Linked DNA regions of Pan troglodytes: region 1 is linked to region 2. Evidence: chromatin contacts called from public HiChIP or PLAC-seq data. All regions are on one chromosome and are shown on one strand. Each heading gives the region's core, a stretch centred on a gene start, on an enhancer-like site or on the middle of the called end of the contact. The rest is flanking DNA. Distances are from core to core; before and after follow the strand shown.

Evidence for each region. HiChIP or PLAC-seq counts read pairs in DNA pulled down with a chosen protein or histone mark.
Region 1: an H3K4me3 HiChIP or PLAC-seq map of stem cell-derived excitatory neurons shows a contact between it and region 2, with 3 times the contacts expected there. The contact joins the promoter of HSD11B1L here to the promoter of SAFB2 in region 2. A contact is called at or near these places in 1 of 7 Hi-C or Micro-C datasets (stem cell-derived neural progenitor cells) and 1 of 1 datasets of contacts at active chromatin or transcription factors (stem cell-derived excitatory neurons).

Annotation. Positions count from the first base shown.
Region 1 is chr20:8,022,683-8,028,691 of NHGRI_mPanTro3-v2.0_pri, reverse strand. It overlaps HSD11B1L (hydroxysteroid 11-beta dehydrogenase 1 like), which reads right to left and starts at 1,386. Exons shown (of 8, transcript XM_054673231.2): 1 at 1,270-1,386. It overlaps MICOS13 (mitochondrial contact site and cristae organizing system subunit 13), which reads left to right and starts at 1,486. Exons shown (of 4, transcript XM_512299.9): 1 at 1,486-2,087; 2 at 2,782-2,959; 3 at 3,149-3,200; 4 at 3,897-4,123. The coding sequence starts at 2,059. The coding sequence ends at 3,994.
Region 2 is chr20:7,963,667-7,970,283 of NHGRI_mPanTro3-v2.0_pri, reverse strand. It overlaps SAFB2 (scaffold attachment factor B2), which reads left to right and starts at 1,379. Exons shown (of 21, transcript XM_054673220.2): 1 at 1,379-1,832; 2 at 2,966-3,053. The coding sequence starts at 1,647. SAFB (scaffold attachment factor B) reads right to left here and starts at 1,399. Exons shown (of 21, transcript XM_016934768.4): 1 at 968-1,399. The coding sequence starts at 1,156.

The DNA.
Region 1 (6,009 bases), core at 137-2,636, 58 kb before region 2:
CCCCACTGTCCCCTGTCCCTAAATGGGAGACCCAGGTATTGTCCTCACCTCCTTCTATCCTTTCACCCCCATGAGCTCATGGTTTTCAGATCTTATCAGTTCTCCCTCTCCAGTCTCTCCCCAGCTGTCCCTTCCTCTCTCTCTCCAGGACTCCCAGATTGTCACCTCCCTCCTAGACCCTACCCTGGGCCTGACCACCCCCATCTTTCCTTTGGCCTCCCTTCCATCTCCCACTTGGTCTCCCCCACCTCCACACTGGCTTCCCCATGTCCATACTCATTCTCTCCCTGCCTCTTCTGTCAATGCAGCCAAAGGCGTCTGTGTCAAAAGCAACATGGCCATGGCCCTTCCTGCTCCAAACCCTCTCAGGGGTCCCCACTGCAACTGATGGAAACCAGGCTCCTCACTGCACCCCATGAGGCCCTGCAGGTATAGCCCCTGACTACCTGTCTATCCTCCTCTCCCACGGCCCCATCTATGAATCGTTCAGTTCTCAAAATAATGAACTCCTCACCTTCCCCAGACACACCAGGCATGCCCACAGCAAGAAACGAGCTTCCACCTTTTCCCCTTCCAGGGACAGCCCATGAAGCCCCTCTGCTCATCCCTCTTTCCACCCCCAGCTCTACACTGACTGCAGCAGCCCGGCAGGGGGAAGTGGGACCAGATGGACTGACGGGTGGACGATTGGGTGGATGGATGAATGGATACATGGACAGATGCATGTATGGATGCATAGATAGAAGGATGGATGGGTGGATGGATGGATGATGCACGGAGAGATGTATGGGTGGATAGATGGATGAGTGGATGGATGTATGAATGGATAAATGGGGGGAACACATAAATGGATGGAAGGATGGATGTATGGACGGACGGATGCATGGATGGATGGATGGATGGATGGACGGATAGATGAGTGGATGGCCAGATAAATAGATGGATGGGTGGACAGATGGATGAGTGGAAGGATGGGGGGAGCAGATGGATGAATGGATGGGTGGGTGGATGGGCGGACAGATGGATGAACGGAAGTGTGGATGCATAGATGGAAGGATGGATGGGTGGATGGCCAGATGGATAGACGGGTGGGGGACAGATGGATGGATGGGCAGATGAACGGTTGAAGCAGCCCGGCCGAAATGCTGGAGAAATGGGGGGAAGCCCTGCAGAACGCATCGGCCCCTTCTTGACCTCGGCGGGCCTTAGCTTCCCCTCTGAACAAAGCGGGCGTGTGACCCTCTGCGCACCCCTAAACCGTGCACTCACCCGCTCAGGCCTCAGTTTCCCCCACTGTCCAGCGGGGGTGGGGTCCCGGGCTGGGAGCCACGCGAACGCCCCCACGGTCCTCTCTTCTCGGCCGCCTCCTGCCGGGTCCCCGACCGCACCCCTCCCGTAGGGCACGGGTCACGTGACTCGAAGCCCACCTCCTCCCGGGGAGGGGCCGGGCCTCGGGGACCCAGCGCCGGAGCGTCGCCGGGCAACAGTCCCCGCCTGGTTTCCACCTCCCAGCAGGGGCCCGGCCCCGCCCCCTGGGCGGACGCCCCGCCTCCGAATCGATCACGTGAGGGGGCCGCAGCTCTCGAACAATCCCGCCCTCTCGTTGCCGTGACAACTGCCTTGTAGGCACACTCTTCTTAAGTCCGGGCCCTTGGTCCCCCGCGCGGGCGCGGGTGGATCTCTCGGGCTCTGACTTCTTTTCGGGTCACCTTCAGGCTTCAGCCAGGCACCTGATGCCTCTTTCCCCTCACGGTGCCAGGGCTGGGCCGGGCCGAACGACATTTCCCAGGAGGCTCCGCGGCCAGGTGCAAACAGCGCCGTGCTGACTACATTTCCCAGACAGCCTTGCGGCGGCCCGGGCCTTAAAGCGTCCATTTCCCAGCGGCCCTCCGCTGCGAGACCGCAGCCCTTCTCTGGAGTCTCAGAGCCGCAAGACACCACGACTCCCAGAGGACCTTGCGTCGGGCAAGAAAGACTACACCTTCCAGAGGCCTCTGCGGCGCCGCGACAGGAAGCGACAGGCGAGCCGAGTGTCCTTGCGCGTGGATCCGAGCGACCATGGTGGCCCGGGTGTGGTCGCTGATGAGGTGCGTGGGGGCGCCGGAGGGGACCCGAGTCCCCGAAAAAGTCCCTTTTTGTGGGCATCCCTGTCTCCAGTCTGGTCCCGATCTGCTCTTCGCTTCCCGTAGAGTCACTTCCCCTTCGTCCCCCGCCTATGGGCCAGATAGGGAAACTGAGGCTTCAGCGGGGTGGGGCTTCCCAAGGTCGCCAATCCCCTCCCTCCTGCTTCCCAGCGAGCCCTTGGCGTTCCGTTCGCGGTGTCAGCCTCCGCCTCCGAGCCTCAGTTGTCTTCTCTGTGAAGTGGGAATGCCGGTGAATCCTGCCGCTGGCGTGGATGAGAAGTGAATGCATGCTCGGAGCTGCGAGTGACAGCGGGCAGGAGGCGCCCAGGGACACTTGGTTTCTCCAGGGCTGGAAGGCTTCTAGAAGGTCAAGATCTTACGTCTTCACTGCCCCTGCTCACTGTGGGACTTTGAGTGACCCACTCTCCCCCTCTGGGTTTCAGTTCATCAGTTAAAGTGGCGTCCAGCCGCCCTGCCTTGCACGTTGTAAAATGAGTGCTGTATATAATAGGGGTCTGGGTCGACGGTGCTGCACTACAGAGTGTCACCCTGTGGACGGTGAGCCCTCAGGAGGGTCTCACTCTCCCCGTGGGCCTTGGCCCCTGAGGGTGGCTGTCAGTGTCCGCTGAGCTTCTGCTCCTCCCGTCCCTGCCCGCAGGTTCCTCATCAAGGGAAGTGTGGCTGGGGGCGCCGTCTACCTGGTGTACGACCAGGAGCTGCTGGGGCCCAGCGACAAGAGCCAGGCAGCCCTACAGAAGGCTGGGGAGGTGGTCCCCCCAGCCATGTACCAGTTCAGCCAGTACGTGTGTCAGCAGACAGGCCTGCAGATACCCCAGGTACTACGGGCCGGGAGCGAGGCCAGGGCTTGGCGGGTGGTCAGCTCTGGGAGGTCCCTCCAGCCCTGCACGATGTTGTCCTCCATATTGATGCTGGCCTGATTCTCCGGCCTGTCCTCCTCCCTCCGCCTCTGGGAATGGGCTGCTGAGCCTTTTCACCAGTTCTTTCTGCCCATCTCTTTTTCCCAGCTCCCAGCCCCTCCAAAGATTTACTTTCCCATCCGTGACTCCTGGAATGCAGGTAAGGCACCCAGTTTCTTTGCTTGGAGGGAGACACCCCAGTCTAGCCCCTCTCCCCACTTCCTGGCCATTCCTTTCTGTCCATCCTCCTTCGTGCCCGACACGTGTCTCTTAGGGATCTAAAAGGGAAAGGAGGCCGAGCACAGTGGCTCACGCCTGTAATCCCAGCACTTTGGGAGGCTGAGGTGGGCGGATCATCTGAAGTCAGGAGTTCGAGACCAGCCTGGGCAACATGGTGAAACCCCATCTCTACTAAAAATACAAAAATTAACCGTGCGTGGTGATGCACATCTGTAATCCCAGCTGCTGCTTGAGAGGCTGAAGCAGGAGAATTGCTTGAACCCAGGAGGCAGAGGTTGCAGTGAGCCGAGGTTGCACCACTGCACTCCAGCCTGGGCGACAGGGCGAGACTCCATCTCAAAAAAATAAAATACAAAAATTAGCCTGGTATGGTGACGCACTTGTAGTCCCAGCTACTTGGGAGGCTGAGGCAAGAGAATCGCTTGAACCCAGGAGGCGAAGGTTGCAGTGAGCCGAGATTGCACTACTGCACTCCAGCCTGGGAGACAGAGTGAGACTCCGTCCCCGCCCCCCACCCACCCCCCACCGCCCAAAACCAACTCTAGAGTTTCCCAGGGGTTGGAGGCTGGGTGAGGCTGGGAGGGGAGTATCACCAGTGGCCGTCCCTTTCCCACAGGCATCATGACGGTGATGTCAGCTCTGTCGGTGGCCCCCTCCAAGGCCCGCGAGTACTCCAAGGAGGGCTGGGAGTATGTGAAGGCGCGCACCAAGTAGCGAGTCAGCAGGGGCCGCCTGCCCCGGCCAGAACGGGCAGGGCTGCCACTGACCTGAAGACTCCGGACTGGGACCCCACTCCGAGGGCAGCTCCCGGCCTTGCCGGCACAATAAAGGACTTCAGAAGTGTTCCCTGACCCGTGTGCTGGCCCCAGGGAGCACAGGGTTGGCCTGGTGGTGCCCAGAGCACCGAGGCCTGGGCTTCTGGCTCCTGATGGCTTGTCAGGGCTTGACCTTGACCACAGGCCATAGCACTCCCCTTTGCCGTCTGCTCTGGTGCGGGGAGTCAAGAGGTCAGAGCGGCTGCTCCCGGTGCTCCAGAGGCTGTGCTCTGGGGCCAGGAAAGTGCTTTGGCCAAGCCTGGGTTGTGGAGGGTCTTGGTTTTGGAGGGCTGAGACCAGGGTAGGACAGTGGAAGAGCCAGAGTGGACAGAAGTGGGGTCTGCTTCCCTGCGGGACACAGGGCAGGAGCCCCCAGGGCCACTGGTTCCTGCCCTCCTCAGCTCCTGTCCGCAGTCCTGTCCCGGCCCTTCCTTGGCCGGACTCCACCCTCATTCCACCCTCTCCCGACAACCCTAGCAGGGGAATCCTGGTCATTGAAGGAAATCCAGGTGTTTGTTGCCATTCAGAGGGTCTCCCGGACATCGCCTCTCCCCTGGGACGCCTTCCCTGACACCCCTGCCGCACACTGGCCAGGCTACCTGGCAGCCTGCATGGTTCCCCCGCATCAGGCATGAGCCCTGGGAGGCTCCCAGCACCCAGCCACAGAGGGCGATCCACAGGGTTGGGTGATGGCAAGAGGCCTGTGCCCAGAAACCAGTCTGGCGGCTCCAGACAGATGGGGGTGGTGGGGGGCTTGGGTGGGGCCAGAGGCCTCCGTAGGATGCTGCCCTGGGAGCAGGGAGCAGACAGGTGATGCTCACCGAGCTGGGACAGGGTCCCCGTTCCCATGAGTTCAGGGGTTTATGTTGCTTGGTATAGGGAACTGAGCTTAGGAGGGGACAGCTGTTACAGAGGAGAGGAGCAGAGACTAGAGGCCGGGGCATCTCCCCCACTGTCCCACTCAGAGAGGAGAAGCCACTGGCCCGAGCAGGGCGTAGGAGGGGTGTGGCTGGGAGCAGCGGCCTAGTCTGGTAGAAGGGGAGTCCACAGGGCCTGCCCACCCCATTCCCCCCAGGAGCGTGGTCCCGGGTCAGGTCCCCCACATCTGATATGCCCGTGTCCTTACTGGGCCTTAGCAGTGGTGGGGGCAGGTCTAGGGTGAGGGAGGGATGAGCAGGGCAGGGGAGCATCACTGACCCTCAGTGCTGCAGGAGGAAGCCGGTGCTCACCGGAGCACCCACGCACTCACTGTCCCCTGACACTGTCCACCAAGTCCTTCCCGAAGGCCCAGGAAGGAGCAGACTTCAGGCCCATTTTACAGACAAAGAAACTTGCACAGACAGACAGTTCTGTCTGCCCAGCCTGTCCGGAGCCCAAGCTGTTCACCACAAACCCTCGCAGGGGATGCAGAATTTCTAGTCGCCTCGCACCCAGGCACCCAGCCCCAGCCCCAGCCTGTGAGGACAGGAGGGGTTTGCACTCGGTGCTGTGATGCCATGGCTGGGCCAGAGGGCGTCCGTCCGCTCCAGGAGGCCTCTGCAGCCTCACACCTGTTACCGTCACTGTTAGAGGGGAAGGACTGGACGAAGCCAGTGAGCAGCTGCTTTCTGGCCCCTCCCCTCCATCCAGGCGGCCGGGTCCTGCAGCTCCACGAATGTGGCTTAGTTCTTCCCTGGGGTCACAGGTTTTATCCCATGAGTTCGTCCTCACCCATCCACTGGCACCTGTGTGCAAGAACATGCCTGGGGTCAGGGGAGTTGGGGGGCCATGGAAGTGGAGCTCCAGAAAGCAGAGGTGGCTGAGGCAGGTCTAGGGGTGACTTTGGGAAGGCGGGAAGGGGCTGGGGAAACACCTGACCACACCCACAGCCAAGACCACAGAGCAAGGCAAGGCTGGCATGTGGCACAGTGCCAT
Region 2 (6,617 bases), core at 130-2,629:
AAGCGAATCGTGATGGCAACCACACACCGAGTGTTTACATGCGCCAGGCAGCACGCCAAGCCTGCTCCACGCAACCTTATTTAATCCCCAAACCAAAGTCCTATTGCTTTTTTGCTTCTTACAGGAGAAAAAAAAAAAGAATAGAAAAGAGGACTCAGAAGGGGTTCAAGGTCTCCTATGCCCAAGATCAGGCCACCGAGAGCTGGCAGGGTCCCCAAGTCCAGAGAGACTGACGGAGCTGGGGGAGCCCAGGCTCTGCCCGCCTCCCGGGCAGTTCTGAGGCTGGTTTTAAAGTCCACCCCGGGTCTCCCCTCATTTCACATTTCTGATCACTACCGTCAACACCACTTTTCCTTCCTGCCATGTTACTTCACCGAGCGAGTACCGGCAAACCGTGAAAACTGGATTGCGGTGGTGTTTTTTCTATTTTTCCCTTTGAGTATGTCCTACGGGTGTTTCCTTTGTGAATCAGCCCCGATTCAGGCTGGTCGGTCCCCTGTGGGTCACAAAGCATCTTCCCTGGGGAAACCAAGCGGCCGAATCAGGAATCCCAGGGCCTGGGTTCAAATCCCGACGCTGCCCGTCCTCGGCCGTGTGACCTTGGCCGAGTCCCTTCCCCTCGCCTAGGAAATGAGGGTTTCAGGGTCTCCCCTCCAGGTACGGAGGCGGGGACGAGACGAGGGGAGAACCCTCCTCTCAGTGGACGATGTCACCCGTCACCGTTTCTCCTGCACGCGTGCCGTTTTTGTGGTTCTCCCGGCCCCAATGCGGCGTTAGGATTTGAACCCAGGCCCAGCCGGCCAAGGAACTCTCGCCGGGGCCTCGGAGGAGCCGGGGGACGCGAGAGCGCCAGGTCCGGGGAGGCCGCGAACGGGGCCGGGGGCGGAAGCCAGGGCCCGCGAGCCACCGTCGCGGCCAAGAGGACCCCAGACCCACCCTGTGCCCGCCCTCGGGGCCCCAAATCCACCTTCTTCAGCCGCTCCATCAAAACGCTCTTGTTGCCGCTCGAGTCCACATTCCGTTTCCTCAGCTCCGCCCGCAGATCGATCACTCGCAGGTCGCTGAGGCGCCGCGTCCCGGTCTCTGACGAGGCGGAGCTCAGAGCCGCCGCGCCCGCCGCTCCAGAATCACCTAGGCCTGACAGAGTCTCCGCCATTCCAGGGACCCTGGCTCCGCCGCCCACTTTCCACAGAACCGGGCCGGTTTTATCAGGCTCCTAGCACAAAATGGCGCCGCCTGCGAGTGAACCGCTCCAGTCGCCCCAGCGCGCCTCGCTTCTGCGCAGGCGCACCAAGCGTAGGTTCTAGTATCCCGGTTGCAACTGCACATGCGCAGTGAGAACAACGCGGGGATGTGCGCAGACGCGTTGCGTCTCGTCAGCCTCCCGCCGGGAACTGCCGGGACGCATGCGAGCTGCAGATTCAGCGCTTGCGCGTTGTGCCGGGGAACCCGCGGTTGGTGGACGCGCGAGCGTCCTTGCTGCTAAGTACGCTGGTGGGGGCGGTGCGCGTGCGCGTGCGCGGCCGCAAAGCGGGGCGGGAGGAAACGAGTGCGTTTTCCTCTTAGGCGGCGCCATTTTGTGTTCAGAGCCGCTATAGCTGCCGGCGGTGTGCGACTGAGTCGGTGGCGAAGACGGGAACGCGACGATGGCGGAGACTCTGCCCGGGTCGGGCGACTCGGGCCCTGGCACGGCTTCTCTCGGCCCGGGCGTTGCGGAGACTGGGACGAGGCGGCTCAGCGAGCTGCGGGTGATCGATCTGCGGGCGGAGCTGAAGAAGCGGAACCTGGACACGGGCGGCAACAAGAGCGTCCTGATGGAGCGGCTCAAGAAGGTGAGGCGGCGCGGGGCTCGGGGGTGGCGCAGGAGGCCCGGGCACGCCCCCGCCTGCACCTGTCACCGCGGCTCCCGGACCCGGGGCGCCCTGGGTTCGCCCCGCGTCTTGGCCGACCCCGGCTCGAGGTGTCGGGCACCCAGGGGGCCGGCTGTGTGACCTTGGCCCGTCACCGCTCCTCTCTGTGCCTCCCTTCCTATCCTCTTTCCACCTTTTCTCCTCAAGCGCGCTCAGCGTGCGGTCTTCTCCGCTACCAGGGTGGCCCCAGGACCCCTCCTGGGGCTCCCGATCGAGCCTTGGCTCTGTGACCTTGGGCAGGTGCCTTTCTCTCTGTGCCTCAGTTTCCTCCTCCGGAGAATGGGTGTCTGGCGGACTCCAGAGCATTTACAGGAAAGGGGGCGGTGCTTGTTCTTGCCCCAGGGCCTTGGCCTTTACGAAGCTGTCCACCCGGGTCCCCCAGATCTTCTCGTGGCCGGCCCCTTGTTGTCATTTTGGGTCTGCCTGAGGCATCACCTTCCTGAGCGCCCTTCCTAATGCGCTGCCCCACCTCCTTGCCAGCTCATCCTGCGTTTGTGTCGCACCTCGCTGAAAGCAGGGGCTAAATGCAAAATATTAAGGGGTTGGGAATTGTCTGTTTCCGCAACTGGAACAAACAACTTGAGCATAGGGAGGGAGCTTGTGGGTGCCCAGTCCTGGACCCGGCAGGTGGCAGGCACTGAGGGACCTGTTGAATCTCCCCAGGCTGGCTGCTGTTCCTCCTCACCAGCGGTGGCCAGCCCTTCACCGAGGCCGGGCCAAGTGCAGCCTCTCTGTTCTAATTTGTCTCATCATATAACTTTAAAGTCGAAGGTTGGGCAGTGTCGAGTTGAGTTGCCATTTTGGAACTGGTCCTTGACCCCAATTCTGGAGCTCCTGCTCACAGCCTCCCTCTCCTTTGTCATTTGGACCCAGAGAGACGCAAGTTGTGCGGGGTTCCTCCTCCGCCTTTTGGGCTTGCGGCCCAGATAGCTGACCCGGAGTTGCTCTTTGCATGGACGGGTTTGCCTTTGTTTCATGGGAGGTTGTTACTTGTAAGGAACAGTGTGTGCCCTGCAGCTCTTAATGATGTTGTAAAACTCATCTCTCCCTAATAGGCGGTTAAAGAAGAGGGGCAAGATCCTGATGAAATTGGCATCGAATTAGAAGCCACCAGCAAGAAGTCAGCCAAGAGATGTGTTAAAGGTATTGTACGTATGCTGCTTGGGGCTTGAGTGTTCAGAGAATTTAGAGAAATGGTGTGTAGTGTGCTCTTCCCGCCTTCTAGGCTGGGAGAATTTCTCTGGTACTCGGTGTCCCCCCACTAAGTGTTAGCTTTGCTCGTCACCACCTAACAGGTAGCTCTGTCAAGGGCACAGGGAGGAGGAAAGAGATGTACAGGTGCCAAGTGCAATTAAAATATACGAAAAACGTTTCAGCTTCTGCCATTGGGATTAAAAGTCAACTAGAGAAAGACAAGCTCTTAAAGCTACTTCTACGGGTCTGAGGAACCAAATGTACCTACTTGGCTTCCTTCCTGGTTCAAAAAATAGGTCTTAACCCAAAGAAAAGGACACCAACCCGAGACCGAATAGAACTCAGCTTTGCTAGGGTCCAAAGTAGATTGTTGGGGTATTTGCACTCAGCCTATTTTTTACTATTACGGTTTTTGAATGTGAAGGTTTCATTCACAGACCGTTAAATTCATCAGGTTAAGGTGTACAATTCAGTGCTTCCTAGTGTATACACAAGGCTCTGCCACCACCACCACCGTCTCCTTCTGGATTTTCATCACCCAAAAAGGAAACCCGGTCCTCATTAGAAGTTAGTCGCCTTACTTTTCTCCCTCCAGCCCCTGGCAACTACTAATCCATGTTCTGTCCGCATAGATTTGCCTATTGTGGACATTTCATGTAGATGGAATTGCACAACATATGGCCATTTGCATCAGCTTTCACGTAGCATAATGCTTAAAGGTCATCTGTGTTGTAACATGTGTTGTAACATGTATCGATACTTCATTCCTGTTTATGGCTGATACCAGTTATTTTTGAAAGCATTGAATTCCATAAAACTTTGAAGCTTTCACTATCCCAGTTGGTATTGTTAGGTTTTATGGTGATAAGGATAATATAATTTAGGTTTCCTGTGCAGGGGGCCTGTTTTCTTGGAAAAGTGCTAAATTCAGGCAGTGGAGGATCAGTGCTTAGAAAGTAGAAAGAAATTGTAGCATTTTTAACAATTTCATTTTTTTAATAGCTTTTTCTTCTTAATGTGTTTCATAACATATTAACTGTTTAAAACATGTGCATGTAGTTTGAAAGATTAAATCTTTTAGTTAGGTTGCATAAGAGCTTTAAGTTAAAGTTTAATTTTGACACATGGTTACGTTTTTGCTGTTCTTGTGAGTGTCCGTATTTCACCTAGAAGGCCCAGCCTGAGCAGATTCAGAATGTGAGAGACTGGTCTACGCAGGAAATATAGTTTATCTCCTCTGTTTAGATGTTAACTTATGCATGATGTGAATTTTCTTTTTTTAGTGGTTGGGAAAACTGCTTAACAATAAAGTTTAAAAGTTTTTTATGTAGGTGATCATTTTAAAACTGTAAAGTTCAAGACTTACTACTCAAAATATCCTTGGCTTTTAGCAGGAATTTAACAGGGAATTTTTTTTTTTTTTTTTTTTTTTTTTTTGCGATGGAGTTTTGCTGTTGTTGCCCAGGCTGGAGTGCAGTGGTGCGGTCTTGGCTCACTGCAACCTCCGCCTCCCTGGTTCAAGCGATTCTTCTGCCTCAGCCTCCTGAGTAGCTGCGATTACAGGTGCCCGCCGCCACGCCCAGCTACTTTTTTATATTTTTAGTAGAAACGTGGTTTCACCATCCATGTTGGCCAGGCTGGTCTCGAACTGCTGACCTCAGGTGATCCACCCGCCTGGGCCTCCCAAAGTGCTGGGATTAGAGGCATGAGCCACCGCGCCCGGCCTAGCAGGGATCATTTCTAATGATCTTTGCATCATTAGAAAAACTAAACTTTAGCTGAGTGCTTTGAAGACCTGCCTGAATGTCTAGATTAAAGCTTAGGTGGATTCAAAACTACTTGGAGTTAGTGTTTTGTCAGGAAAGCTTGGATGATAAAGTTCTTCTGTTGCTATAAAAAGGACTTTTGTAGCCTCAGCTCTAGTGAGGGTTAGAAGGGCTTCTGATCCCTTCCCATTCCTTTTTCAGAGAAGTAACCAAGCCCAGAGAGAGCCCAGGTCTTCAGGTGGTGCTCAGGCCCTGCAGGCCTCATCTTCCATCCTGAGCTGGTGATGTTCTCTAGAGGTGTCGGGGCACGTGGCTAATGGATAAAGCACAAGAGCCTTAGGACTTTGTGGTTGCAGTTAGGGCCTGTGATTACATACAACCGTTAGATCAGGAGGAATTCACCAGTTAATTTTCGTTTCAAGCACTATGCAGCAGTGTTCAGTTGAGTCCAAAGTTGGACTCATTCTGGGAACTCACCAGTAACTGCTTCCTTGCAAAAACTGAAGTAGCCAAACTTGTTGAGGGAAAAGCGTCCTCATTATAAATCAGAGTAAGGGTCTTCACCAAGATTAGGAGTCCTAGGCAACATTGTAGGTGGGTTTGGAAAAAATAAAACTTGGATTAAAAATTTAAGTTTTAGATGCCATGTGGGATTAAAGTTGGATTTTCTTACATCTGTGTCCCCAACAGCGGCAGCTTTTCGTTGGCCAATGCCAGGTGCCGGGGATTGGGGTGTCGCCTGTCTGCGCCACATTAGCTTTTCGGTGATGCTTTTTGGTCAGCATTTCTCCTATTTCTTCCGGCCTATGTGGGCACTGCAGGCTACTATTTAGGGGCCTAGAAATTGGGTGCAATTACCAAACATTTTTAGACAACGTATTTAAAAAGGATATGCTGTGTTTAGATATAATGCGAAGTGGGACAGCTGAGTTTTAGAGTGCCAGCTTTGGAGCTCAACCAAATTCTCATGTGTCAAATGCAGATAATAAAACCTGCTAGCGTTGTTAGGCGTCTTAAATGATAGACTGGAAAAAGCTCACGTTGCGAGACATGCAATTAAACTGCATTTCTTGAGTGATTATTTATAACAGTGGTGAGACTCTTAAGGTGTAGACCCTGCAGGTTTTTTATGTTTAATTTTCTTTCTTTTTTTTTTTGAGACGGAGTCTCGCTCTGTTGCCCAGGCTGGAGTACAGTGGTGCAATCTCGGCTCACTGCAAGCTCCGCCTCCCGGCTTCAGGCCATTCTCCTGCCTCAGCCTCCCGAGTAGCTGAGACTACAGGCGCCCGCCACCACGCCCGGCTGTTTTTCTATTTTTAGTAGAGACGGGAAAGTATGTATTTTTTTCTGTTTGATTTTTCTTTATGGGTGTGTATGTTAGAGAGACTCGGTCTTACTCTGTTGCCCAGAGTGGAGGGCAGTGGCATGATCGTGGCAGCCTCAAGCTCTCAGGCTCAGAGCATCCTCCCACCTCATTCTCACCGGTAATTCAGAGTACAGGTACATAACACCATGCCTGGCTAATTTTTGTATTTTTGGTGGAGATGGGGGTCTCACTTTGTTGCCCTAACTTGTCTCTTAATTCCTAGGCTCAAGCGAGCCACCTGCCTTAGCCTCCCAAAATGCTGGGATTACAGGCGTGAACCACTGTGCCTACACTGTGGGCATTTTTTCTGTTTCATTAAATATTCTTTAAAAGCATACATTCTTTAAATATTGTGAGACATTGGATGGTGTCCCACAGGGT